Linked DNA regions of Macaca mulatta: region 2 is linked to region 1. The links are chromatin contacts, called in public Hi-C maps. All regions are on one chromosome and are shown on one strand. The core of a region is the stretch at or near the end of the contact, and the rest is flanking DNA. Distances in the headings are between cores, read along the strand shown.

Evidence for each region. A called contact is a pair of places that touch in the nucleus more often than the background predicts.
Region 2: a Hi-C map of blood shows a contact between it and region 1, with 2.8 times the contacts expected there. The contact joins the promoter of BCAS2 here to the promoter of NRAS in region 1. A contact is called at or near these places in 5 of 14 Hi-C or Micro-C datasets (blood, cortical neurons, fetal cortex germinal zone and 2 more).

Annotation. Positions count from the first base shown.
Region 1 is chr1:125,533,495-125,540,313 of T2T-MMU8v2.0, forward strand. It overlaps NRAS (NRAS proto-oncogene, GTPase), which reads left to right and starts at 4,431. Exons shown (of 7, transcript XM_015148825.3): 1 at 4,431-4,538; 2 at 5,022-5,149. The coding sequence starts at 5,039. It overlaps CSDE1 (cold shock domain containing E1), which reads left to right. Exons shown (of 19, transcript XM_077950606.1): 16 at 448-626; 17 at 1,442-1,605; 18 at 2,466-2,598; 19 at 2,977-3,196. The coding sequence ends at 3,024.
Region 2 is chr1:125,668,847-125,674,958 of T2T-MMU8v2.0, forward strand. It overlaps BCAS2 (BCAS2 pre-mRNA processing factor), which reads left to right and starts at 3,684. Exons shown (of 7, transcript XM_015148779.3): 1 at 3,684-3,800; 2 at 3,908-4,000. The coding sequence starts at 3,708. DENND2C (DENN domain containing 2C) reads left to right here. Exons shown (of 19, transcript XM_028830192.2): 19 at 1-121.

The DNA.
Region 1 (6,819 bases), core at 3,181-5,680:
TGCCTGCCTAGTTGTTTACTGGCCGATTGAGTATGGGACAAAAATATTTTTGGCTGGTTGGCTCATATTGTGAACTTGAGAAGAAGATAGTCCTGTGAATATTATTAGCAACCCATAGTGCTTAAAATTTAGGTAATGGGATTGTAAATGACAGTTTTTTGTTCTTTTGTGTTTTTTTTTTTTTTTTAAATTTATAAATGCAGTTTAAAATTGTTCATCAGCTAATAAAGTATTGATGAGCTGTGACATTCTCATTTGGTTCCATGGTAGTATTTAACATTTGGAATTTCATTTAAGCTTTAAGGTGAAACTTCTGAGTACTAAAAATAGATATATATATATTTTAGGTAACATAACACATTTTTAGCAACTATATAAACTTTCTAGGATCATCAGCAGAGGACTGTTGTGAAATACTAGCCTTTAAACTTTGTACCTGTTTTACAGGCGATATGAAAGGGGAGGTCTATCCATTTGGCATCGTTGGGATGGCCAACAAAGGGGATTGCCTGCAGAAAGGGGAGAGCGTCAAGTTCCAATTGTGTGTCCTGGGCCAAAATGCACAAACTATGGCTTACAACATCACACCCCTGCGTAGGGCCACAGTGGAATGTGTGAAAGATCAGGTAAGTGCCAGCATCTCTGTATCTGAATTTGATCCTTCTATGAGTTGGTAACCAGAACCTTCAAATTTTTTCAGCCAAGGGGAAATCATCAACATTCATTCGTTTTTGTATTTCTACTTTACCTTTTTTCAGTCATTTGAGGTAGCTTAATAAAAACAGAAAACTACACAAAAAAGTGACTATATTAGCAATGAGAAAGTAAGATTGGTATTGGTAACTAACATTACGCAATGGGGAAAATAAGTTTGGGGTGAGATTTCCAGAATAGAAGGACTGTATGGTTTTGTACACTTTTGCTTAGAACTTCTTTTGCATATCACACAGACACAGAAACCGTGTTCGAAAGTACTTAAAAAATAAGCTTAGGGCAAACAGACTTAGTCTTACTACTGAGATCTCAGGGAAATCTGAGTCCTCATAATGTTTTTCGTCATCAGTACAGAGAATAACATTTTGTATGGCTGCTTCATATACTGCTATAACCCAGCTTAATTCTAGAGGGGATCCAAACAATATGTATGTTGAAGTAACAACTTCCTGATGAGTTTGCTTAAATCAAAAAGCTTAGTTCATAATGTATGAAGGAACAAGGCAACTTTTATTTGTTTGGTTCAAGTTTGTGATATAGTGAATGGCACTTTCAAAGATACATTTCTTCCCTGACAGGTTTTGCCACAGGCAGCTGGACTGGAGTATCAACATTAATATCATGTTTTATACATCCTTTTATATAGGGGCAGGCATTGTGCTTCACTCAGAGTGAGGTGTGGCATGTCCTCTCTTTTTTACCTACTTTTTTTTTTTTTTTCCCCCAGTTTGGCTTCATTAACTATGAAGTAGGAGATAGCAAGAAGCTCTTTTTCCACGTGAAAGAAGTTCAGGATGGCATTGAGCTACAGGCAGGAGATGAGGTGGAGTTCTCAGTGATTCTTAATCAGCGCACTGGCAAGTGCAGCGCCTGTAATGTTTGGCGAGTCTGGTGAGTTGTTGTTGTGGTTTGATTAGTAACTACCCTGGAGTGTCTCAACTTCTGTAGTCTCTGTTTTATCACATTTCTTTACTTTTCTGTGCCTTGTTTTTTCCCCTTTTGCCACTTTTTATTTACTTCCTCCTTCTAGTCTAATACAAAAAGATTGTGTAGTACATGTTTTTTAAAATTTTTGCCAAATTCCTTTCCTTCCATTAAGTCATTTCTAGGTTATATGCTACTTAAAATTCTAATACTTTAGTCATCCTGATTCATAATGCCTCTTTGCTTCTCTGCCGCCCAGAGACACAGTCTCACAGTCTGACTCTGTTACCCAGGCTGTAGTGCAGTGGCGCTATCACAACTCATTGCAGCCTCAACCCCCTGGGCCTAAGCAATTCTCCCACATCAGCTTCCTGAGTAGCTGGGACTACAAGCATGCGCCACCACACCCAGCCACTTTTATTTTTTGTGGAGACATGGTCCCACTATTTTGCCCAGGCTGGTCTCAAACTTCTGGGCTCAAGTGTTCCTCCTGCCCTGTCCTCTCAAAGCACTAGGATTACAGGTGTTAGCCACCACATCTGCTACCTTGTTTTTTATGCATCTGTGGAATGGGTCATTCTGATTGCATTCAAGTCTAGGGTCTGCAAATGATTCCTTCCATTCCTATTAAGCTGGAACCTTGAGTTGGGGATAATAATACATAAACAAACTTGTCTATCTTGTCTTTCTAGCTAGGTAGATGAGGCAAGAGTCCCGTCATTAAAAGTGAGTCATTTGGGCAGTTAGGTGGAAAACACACTCCTTTGCAAGTGCTTGCTGTCTGCCTACCAAGTGTGGTTTATTCTCGTCTTTTGACTTCATTACAGTGAGGGCCCCAAGGCTGTTGCAGCTCCTCGACCTGATCGGTTGGTCAATCGCTTGAAGAACATCACTCTGGATGATGCCAGTGCTCCTCGCCTAATGGTTCTTCGTCAGCCAAGGGGACCAGATAACTCAATGGTATGAGGGCATACAAGGCTTGGGGGAGGCCAGCTGATAGACCTACATACAATATGTGGTCCTATTTAAACTATAGGTCAGGAAATGAAGCAGGGAGACTTGCATATTGCTTATAACTAGTTAGGACTTTCTACACATTGGTTCAGCCCGTAACCTAATGGTTGCTTACAGTAAGAAGCACATTTCTTGATGCTCTGAAGATAGTTTAGGTAATGGGTCAGGAGGGCTTACTGTGGATTTTCTCCTCTAGAAAAGAATTAGTAGTACATAAGATGATTAAAAATAATGCTTTTGTAGTTTCATTTCGGAATAGTGAATGTACCGTGATTGTTGTGCACTCAAATCATTAACTGCAGGGTTTTTTTTTCCCCCCCACAGGGGTTTGGTGCAGAAAGAAAGATCCGTCAAGCTGGTGTCATTGACTAACCACATCCACAAAGCACATCATTAATCCAATATGATCAAGTTGGGGGGAATCTGGTGAAGGGTTCTGAATATCTCCTTCTTCATCCCTCCCGAAATCTGAAATACTTATTCTATTGAGCTATTACACCAGTTTTAACACCTTCCTCGTGTTATGTTTAAAAAAATAAATAAATTTAAGAAAACCATTTTAAAATAATGCACAGTTGCAGCCTGGAAAACTTAAGGTGGCGCCTTATAGTATCAATTTTAGGAGCTTTATTTGGTGCATTTAACGCAACTGGTAATTGCAAAATCCACTTCGCCTGTGTTAAGTGAAAAATATAGACTGTTATCTTGTTGGCCCTATGAAATTCTGCACTTTTCATTATATACTCTACCTTCATTAATTACTTCTGGCAAGATGTTCTGCCTTAGCACTCAGTTGCGTTCTTTTTCTTTTTCTTCCTGTTCATTATGCTTTAATTCTGAGGACCATATGAGGGTAGAATATATTATCTTTTAAAAATTACAAAGATTTGTATAGGCAAACCATTTCTTAAAGTTGATGGCCAAATTTTAAAGTGTTATTTTTCATATCATTTATAATCTTGTCACAATCCACTTAAAGAAGTTTGGTTATATTTCAGTGAAAATTATCTTACAGAGTAGGTTTTTTTTCGTGGGTTGGGGGGTAACTTTACTACAATTAGTAAGTATGGTGCAGAATTTCATGCAAATGAGGAGTGCCAGCAGTGTGATAATTTAAACATATTTAAACAAAAACAAAAAAATGAATGCACAAACTTGCTGCTGCTTAGATCACTGCAGCTTCTAGGACCCGGTTTCTTTTACTGATTTAAAAACAAAACAAAAAAATAAAAATAAAAAAGTTGTGCCTGAAATGAATCTTGTTTTTTTAATAAGTAGCCGCCTGGTTACTGTGTCCTGTAAAATACAGACACTTGACCCTTGGTGTAGCTTCTGTTCAACTTTATATCACGGGAATGGATGGGTCTGATTTCTTGGCCCTCTTCTTGAATTGGCCATATACAGGGTCCCTGGCCAGTGGACTGAAGGCTTTGTCTAAGATGACAAGGGTCAGCTCAGGGGATGTGGGGGAGGGCGGTTTTATCTTCCCCCTTGTCGTTTGAGGTTTTGATCTCTGGGTAAAGAGGCCGTTTATCTTTGTAAACACAAAACATTTTTGCTTTCTCCAGTTTTCTGTTAATGGCGAAAGAATGGAAGCGAATAAAGTTTTACTGATTTTTGAGACACTAGCACCTAGCGCTTTCATTATTGAAACGTCCCGTGTGGGAGGGGCGGGTCTGGGTGCGGCCTGCCGCATGACTCCTGGTTCGGAGGCCCACGTGGCCGGGGCGGGGACACAGGCGCCTGGGGCGCCGACTGATTACGTAGCGGGCGGGGCCGGAAGTGCCGCTCCCTGGTGGGGGCTGTTCATGGCGGTTCCGGGGTCTCCAACAATTTTCCCTGCTGTGGTCCTGAATCTGTCCAAAGCAGAGGCAGTGGAGCTTGAGGTAAGTTTCTCGCATGCATAGTGTTTGGCTTTGGGCTGTGGAATGTTCAGGCGTTTCACTGATGCCAGAAATCGAGCAGAATCTACCAGCTGGAGACAAAGGCCTTGGGCGGGGGTCCTTCCATTTGGTGCCTACGTGGGGAGATCTTTGGAGGCAGAAGGGAGAATGGGAAGGAGTTGCGGCCTGGAGGCTTCCCGCTAGAGCTGAGGCGGCTTCGGGGAGTAATAGGAAGGGGGATTTCCATTGCTTAGGCGAGGGCGGGGCCCAAGGACTGTTGAAAAATAGCCAAGGGTGGGGGTTGCTAGAAAACTGTACTCCAGAAATGTGATGCCGATATTGGTCCGGTGTTTTTGCGTTCCCGAGTCACTTTAAGAACCAAATGGCAGGTTACGCTAGGGTTTTCATTTCCATTGATTATAGAAAGCTTTAAAGTACTTTAGCTGTGGTGCTCGCCGATTAACCCTGATTACTGGTTTCCAACAGGTTCTTGCTGGTGTGAAATGACTGAGTACAAACTGGTGGTGGTTGGAGCAGGTGGTGTTGGGAAAAGCGCACTGACAATCCAGCTAATCCAGAACCACTTTGTAGATGAATATGATCCCACCATAGAGGTGAGGCCCAGTGGTAGCCCGCTGACCTGACCCTGTCTCTCACGTGTCAGATCATCTTTACCTATATTCTTTATTAAAGGAATAAGAGGAGAGAAAGTAAAAGTTATTTTGGGTACTACATTCAGTTATGCAATAAGCTTAACGTGTTTATAGAGAACAGTTCATTTTTATTAGCTGCTGAAGTTTCTAAAACGTCCAGTTTTTAACAGTTCTGTAAACTTGCAAACTCAGTGTTGAGTTCATTCGTGAGTTTCTTCATATATGACAGCTCTATTACATGAGAAACACAGGCCATAGTAGCGAGACTGTATGGGAGATTGTTTAGTTGTGTGATATTGAGCAAATGAATCTCTCTCAACCTCATTTTCCTCATGTATTATCATAAACTTGTCCTGCCTACCACACAGGGATGTTATGGAAAGTTAATATATTTAAGTTATTTATGAATGGTAAAGTGCTATGTAATGGTACTTAGAGATTCTATTGTATTGTGAGGGTTCATGGTACAGATTGTCTTCAGTAAGTGGCATCTAAGGCTCTTTAAATAAAGGGTTTTGCCGGACGCGGTGGCTCACGCCTGTAATCCCAGCACTTTGGGAGGCGGAGGCGGGCAGATCACGATGTCAGGAGTTCAAGACCAGCCTGATCAACATGGTGAAACCCCATCTCTACTAAAAATACAAAAATTAGCTGGGTGTGGTGGCACGCACCTGTAATCTCAGCTACTCAGGAGGCTGAGGCAGGAGAATCGCTTGAACCGGAGGCAGAGGGTGCAGTGAGCCGAGATCACGCCACAGCCCTTCAGCCTGGGCGACACAGGGAGACTCCTTCTCAAAAAATAAATGAATAAATAAATAGATAAATAAACAAATGGTTTTGTAATTTTGTTCAGTTTAGAAATGCCTAACTTTAGAGATTATTTTAATCAACACCTGGCCTCCCTACCATCTGGCTACTAGTGTTTAATTGATGCAAACTAACTATAAAAAAATTGGTTGCTAACCCTTGGCAAAATCTTTATTTCCAGCTTAACAGCTTTAATATTTTACATGATATGTTTAATATTTTAATTAAATATTTTTAAATGATTTATTGAGCAATTTACATAAGTAAAATTCATAAATTTTATGTCTAGAACCCAGTGCTTTTTGCGTTTTTATATAGTCATGTAGCTACCACCCAGATAACCGCATAGAGCACTTCCAGTACTCCAGAGACTTCTCCAAGTGTGATGACATTAAAATACAAGTAAAGGGCCTGTTGCCATAAAACCAAAATGAAAGTTTTTTTTTTTTTTATATGAACTATGCCTGTCTGTCTTCCTGAGAAATTAATCATAACTATACCTTGTTTGGAACCTTTAAGAATTTGATTCAGGAATATTTCCCAAAGGTACGTTCTGTCATGAGAAAAAAAATATTTAGTGTTATAACCTTCTCTGAAACAAAAGGTATTTGTTTATTTAGTCATAAACACAAATGATGTATATAGGGCCAGGTTATAATTGGTGAAGGTATGTTTAGATTTCTTAAAGTAAAATAAACAGCACAAATAAAATAGTACAGTTCATAGCTTAGTGAAATACACTAGGTACCTAATCTGTAGCCTCCTGGCTACAGTAGAGTTGTCATTTGAGTTACTGTGTTTTTTTAATCTTTTCCAGGAACAGA
Region 2 (6,112 bases), core at 2,434-4,933, 130 kb after region 1:
AAGTACTGTTATTAAGTACCTTATAAAATTAGACATCTTGCAACTCCTCCTCCAAATTGTGTAGCATTTGAGTAGCTTGCTTGTCCCTCACATGTCAACATTAAACTTTGTGGAGGCTGGATCCAGTGGCTCACACTTGTAATCTCCACCACTTTGGGAGACTAAGGCAGGAGTTTGAGGGTAGGAGTTTGAGACCAGCCTGGGCAATGTAGCAAGATCCTATCTCTACAAAAACATTTTAAAAATAAGTAAATAAATTTAAACTTTGTGGAATTATAACTATTATGAAAATGTCCTCTCAAGGGCATGGGAGCCACCTTTATTTTTTAGTGTCCACCATGTGCCATGCACTGTGGTATATGTATGCATATCATCTCAACCAATCCTTAAATCAACCTTATGAGATAGATATTTACATCTGCATTTTACTAATAAAGAAACTAAAGCTGGGTGCTGTTACTCACGTCTGTAATCCCAGCACTATGGGAGGCCAAGGCAGGTGGATCATTTGAGGTCAGGGGTTCGAGACCAGCCTGGCCAACATGGTGAAACCCTCTACTAAAAATAAAATAAAAATAAAAATTAGCTGGGCGTGGTGGCAGGTGCCTGTAATCCCGGCTACTTGGGAGGCTGAGTCACGAGAATTGCTTGAGCCCAGGAGGTGGAGGTTGCAGTGAGCGGAGATCGCACCACTGCACTCCAGTCAGGGTGACAGAGTAAGACTCCATCTCAAAAAAAAAAAGAAAAAAACACAAATTCAAAGTTGTTAAATAAGTTGCCCAAAGTTATACAACACAGAACTGAAGCCAGGACTTTTATGGACACAAAGTTGGTTAGTCCTCCAGATGGAAATTTCATCTCAGTAGGATTATATAGCTATTTATTTTATTAATAAAAATTTTCTATTAAGTGTACCAGAGCCACTTTTCAGCTCTGAGGATAAGGGACTTTATATATATATGCCTAGATGAGACTCTTTTTATTGCCCTAGAAATGCTGAAATTTTTGCTCTAATTAAATTAGACTCAAAATATGAACATTCCTTGAACATATACCACTTAGTCATCCAGACCTTTAATATCTAAAGTAGTAGTAGTAGTGATTGGAAAGAGAAATTTTTCAGTGATGGTGCAATGTTGTGTGTGTGTGTGTGTGTGTGTGTGTGTGTGTGTGTGTGTGTGTGTGTTTTAAGACGGAGTTTCGCTCTTTTTGCCCAGGCTGGAGCGCAATGGCACGATCTCGGCTCACTGAGACCTCCGCCTCCTGGGTTCAAGCAATTCTCCTGCCTCAGCCTCCCGTGTAGCTGGAATTATAGGTGCCCACCACCACACCTGGCTAATTTTGTATTTTTTGTAGAGACGGGGTTTCACCATGTTGGCCAAGCTAGTCTCGAACTCCTGACCTCAGGTGATCCACCCACCTTGGCCTCCCAAAGTGCTGGGATTACAGGCATGAGTCAGTGCACCGGGCCTGTTTTTTTTTGTTTGTTTTGTTTTTTCAAATTAATGGGCAAATTCAAGTTCAGATGGTGCACTTTTCATTTATTAATGCTATAGCAAATGTCAGTTTGTTTTCTTCAGTTTCTGCTGATGGTTTCAACTGGCACAGAAAGTATTTATTCAGCCTTACAAAACTGTTAAGTTGTATTGTGATACAGTTTATTGACTTGCACAGTATTTCATTACAACCCATTCAGGTATGCATGAACCTGAAGCAGAACACCATTTAAGACTGGTGCTGTATAATATAATTCCTACAGATGTGGGTCCAGGGAATAGAACTGAGCCTTTTTTTAAATGTTAAGCAGGTTACCCTAATGGGGCTTCTACTAGACATCTCTCCATTTGGTCTCTTCTTACACTGCAACCCAGCGGGAACAGTTAATAATTGGATGTTTATAAAATGGGGGTAAAAGGGTTTACTATGATGGATCCTGGCTATCCCTTTAGGAGGAGACCTTTGCGCTTCAGGAATGCTGTCTTCATCTTTGCAGCCTGAAGCTGCTTCATTTCCTTAGGTCTGTTGTGTTTTGTTTCTGTAAAGTGTTATGAATTCTGGATATTTTTGTAAAAGAATCAAGATTTGTATAAAATGTTGTTTACAGATCTTTTAATGAATAAATACATAAAAACCCCACAGATCCCTTGGAGAATTCTTAAGATGTAAAGATCTTTTATGTCACTTAAATCTACAGCTAGCACATTTACCTAATGGTACTTAAGTAATAAGAATTAGTCTTAGATTGATCAGGCTTAATAATGGAGGTCAACATTTCGAGGCTCTTGGCAGACAAAGCCTGGGTCTAGACCGCACACTGGGCAGGGTATATAGTCTGACAACTTTATTTGGTCTTTAACTGCTTAATCAAAGGGAGGCTGCTTAGTCCAGGAGCCATGAAGAAGACAAAGTGCATGGGCAGCAGCTTGAATGGTTCGGAGACAGGAGTGCCATTCTATTACCGTTTAAGTCCTAAAGCCAAAATGGCAGGATTTTTAAGGAACTGAGGTTCCTTTTGATACTCAGACCATAAAGCTTCACAATTTTAATTGGAGACTGGCGCCCAATTCTAGAGCCTCTTTAAGAATTGTACTTATCCAATGCAAAGGTTTTCAGGGTGGCGAGGGGGGAGGATAGTCGGGGTACAGCAAGGAAGTAAAAGAGGAACGACCCCGGGTGCAGTGGCTTACGCCTGTATTCCCCACATTTTAGGAGGCCTAGGCGAGAGGATAGCTTGAGGCCAGCCTTGGCAACATAGGAAGGCTCCAACTCTACAAAAAAATTTTAAAATGGCCGGGCGCTGTGGCTCAAGCCTATAATCCCAGCACTTTGGGAGGCCGAGGCGGGCGGATCACGAGGTCAGGAGATCGAGATCATCCTGGCTAACACGGTGAAAATACAAAAAATACAAAAAATTAGCCGGGCATGGAGGCGGACGCCTTGTAGTCCCAGCTACTAGGAGGCTGAGGCAGGAGAATGGCGTGAACGCAGGAGGCGGAGCTTGCAGTGAGCCGAGATCGCGCCACTGCACTCCAGCCTGGGCGACAGAGTGAGACTCCGTCTCGAAAAAAAAAAAAAAAAAATTAAAAATTAGCCAGGCGTGGTGGTGTGCACCTCTAGGCCCAGCGGCTCAGGAGGCTGAGGTGGAAGGATCGCTTGGGCCTGGGGGGGTTGAGGCTGCAGTGAACTATGATCGCGCCACTGCACTCCAACCTGGGCAGCAGAACAAGAGCGTGTGTCCATAATAAAAAGAAAGAAGTCCGGCACAGAGGAAGAGAAGATTAAGGGGAGACGGTGGCAGTAAGCAGAGGTGGGAAATCAGTTATCTCTCCCCGTCAAATCCTGCAGCCAGTTCCCTCCGAAAGTGTTAAGGGGCTCCCGTTCCAGATATCAATGTTTTGGAGGAAACGAAAAGCCCTAACTTCAAATCGCCACCATTCGCTGGCAAAAAAAATACAGTAAGCAGAAGACAGGAAATTGAGGCCTTCCGCTGACGCAATGAAGCCAAGACTGACGTCACGTCCGCCCAAAACAAAGCAGCCCGGCAATTTCTAGATACCGGGCGGACCCGCCTTCAAAATTAGCAACTGAGCATGCGCGAACGTCAATATGCCGGGAACGTGATTACATCAGTGTCAGGCGCCGGCGTATCTAAATAGAACTCAGTTTACGCAGACGCAGAAAACGCAGGCAAACCTGAGGTCCTCAGAATGGCGGGCACGGGTTTGGTGGCCGGAGAGGTTGTGGTGGATGCGCTGCCGTATTTTGATCAAGGTTATGAAGCCCCTGGTGTGCGGGAAGCGGTGAGTGCGGGGTGTCTTTGTAGCTGACTCACTGTTCGCTGGCTCGGTACCGAAAGAAACATGTTACAATTTGCCGCTTCTACCCTGGCCCCAATTCTCTTTCTAAGGCTGCAGCGCTGGTGGAGGAGGAAACTCGCAGATACCGACCTACTAAGAACTACCTGAGCTACCTAACAGCCCCGGATTATTCTGCCTTTGAAGTAAGTATGTCTTGAGCCCGGGTATGAACGAGGATTCCTGTGAACCTTTATTTTGGATTGAGAGCTTCAGCTACGTAAAAGTGATTTTTAAATTCCAGTTTTAACCATTGCCTGCATAGGTACCAGTCTGTTGAAAACAGCTAGATAGATAAGTCTTCTCCGAGGTTCTTATTCTAAGATCCATAGGAAGACTTTCTGGGACTCCACGACTCACTTAATGCAAAAATTTGTGGCCACAATTCTTTGAGATAGGATCCATGCGTAAATTCTCAAAGGGACCCTCTCCTGCCAAGAGTCACTCTACAGCAGGTGATCTAGAATTTTTTAGTATGTATAAGCCTAATTACCTAAGCTCTTTAGAACCACTGGAGAGTGGCGTATTAAAGTCTAGTTATTTACCAAACGTTTGTGGTATGACTGAAGGGACAAACCATATCCAAGTGTATACTACTCTTTTCTCAGCCTTCTCCTTTTTTCTATAATCTGTCCGATGTTTTTATTAACACAGTTCTGATTAATGTAGGCAAGAACTTTCCCTGATACGAATACTTTCCAAGTGCTAGGTGCCATTCTAGATTCTGAAATCATAGAGATAAAAATATCTGGGTTTTAAAAAAATATGTATTTTGCTGTATTTTAATTTTTCTTTTCTTTATTTAAGACAAGCATCGTCTCCAAAAAAAGATAGGGTTTCTGAATACAGAAAAATACAATACAATGAGGAGCTAGATATATAAAACAGAAAGTTTACAATAGTATGTATAAATGTGTAATAATATGTAAAGGACCTGTAGTGGAGGTATATATAAGGACAAGAGAATTAGAGAAAGGAGTGCCCATGCTTGCCTAGGGAGTCAGATGCTGTTCTACTGCACACAGTGAGTATGATACTATTTTAAATGTATAACCTTGAAGTACACCCAAGATTCTAGTTAGGGTCTAATTAGCTAAGTGAAATGTAAGTTATTTCTAAATTATTGGATTCAAGTATTTCAATATGTACAGCTTGGAGGTTTTTTTCCCATTATACCTAATCGTTTATTTATGAAAGGATTGTATTATTAAAAGGCAGTACTTAGCTGGGTGTGGTGGCTCACACCTGTAATCCCAGCACTTTAGGAGGCTGAGGTGTGAGGATCACTTGAGACCAGCCTGTGCAACATAGTGAGACCCTTTCTCTACAAAAGAAAAACTAAAAAATTAGCCAAGCATGATGGCATGCACCTGTAGTCCAAGCCACTCAGGAGGCTGAGGTGGAAGGATCACTTGAGCCTGGAAGTTCAAGGCTGCTACAGTGAGCCATGATAATACCATTGCGCTCCAGCCTGGCGACAGACTGAGATCCTGTCTCAGAGGGAAAAAAAAAAAAAAAGATATTATTTACATTAAAGTAACATGAAAAAATAGTTAAGTTTGTTGTTTTTGTTTGAGACGGAGTCTTACTCTGTCACCCAGCCTGGAGTGCAGTGGTGCCATTTCTGCTCACTGCAACCTCCACCTTCCGAGCTCAAGTGATTCTCCTGCCTCAGCCTCGCGAGCAGCTAGGATTACAGGTGCCAGCCACCATGCCTGGCTAATTTTTGTATTTTCAGTAGAGATGGGGTGTCACCACGTTGGCCAGGCTGGTCTTGAACTCCTGGCCTCAAGTGATCCGCCCACCTCATCCTCCCAAAGTGTTGGGATACGGGGTGAACCACCACGCCCTGCCTTGGCTAAGTTTTAAGTAGAAGACATATGTTTCTATGAACGTGTTTTCCTATGCTTTTTCCAAATATTGTTACCTAGGTGTAGATGTTAACCACGTTAAGAACTAAGTACAGTGGCTCACACCTGTAATCCCAGCACCTTGGGAGGCTGAGGCGAGTGGATCACGAGGTCAGGAAATCGAGACCATCCTCTACTAAAAATACAAAAAATTAACTGGGCATGGTGGCGGGTGCCTGTAGTCCCAGCTACTCAGGAGGCTGAGGCAGAAGAATGGCCTGAACCCGGGAGGCGGAGCTTGCAGTGAGCCAAGATGGCGCCACTGCACTCCAGCCTGGGCGACAGAGCGAGACTCCATCTCATTAAAAAAAAAAAGAGAGAGAGAATTAAGTACAGTAATGCTTCTTG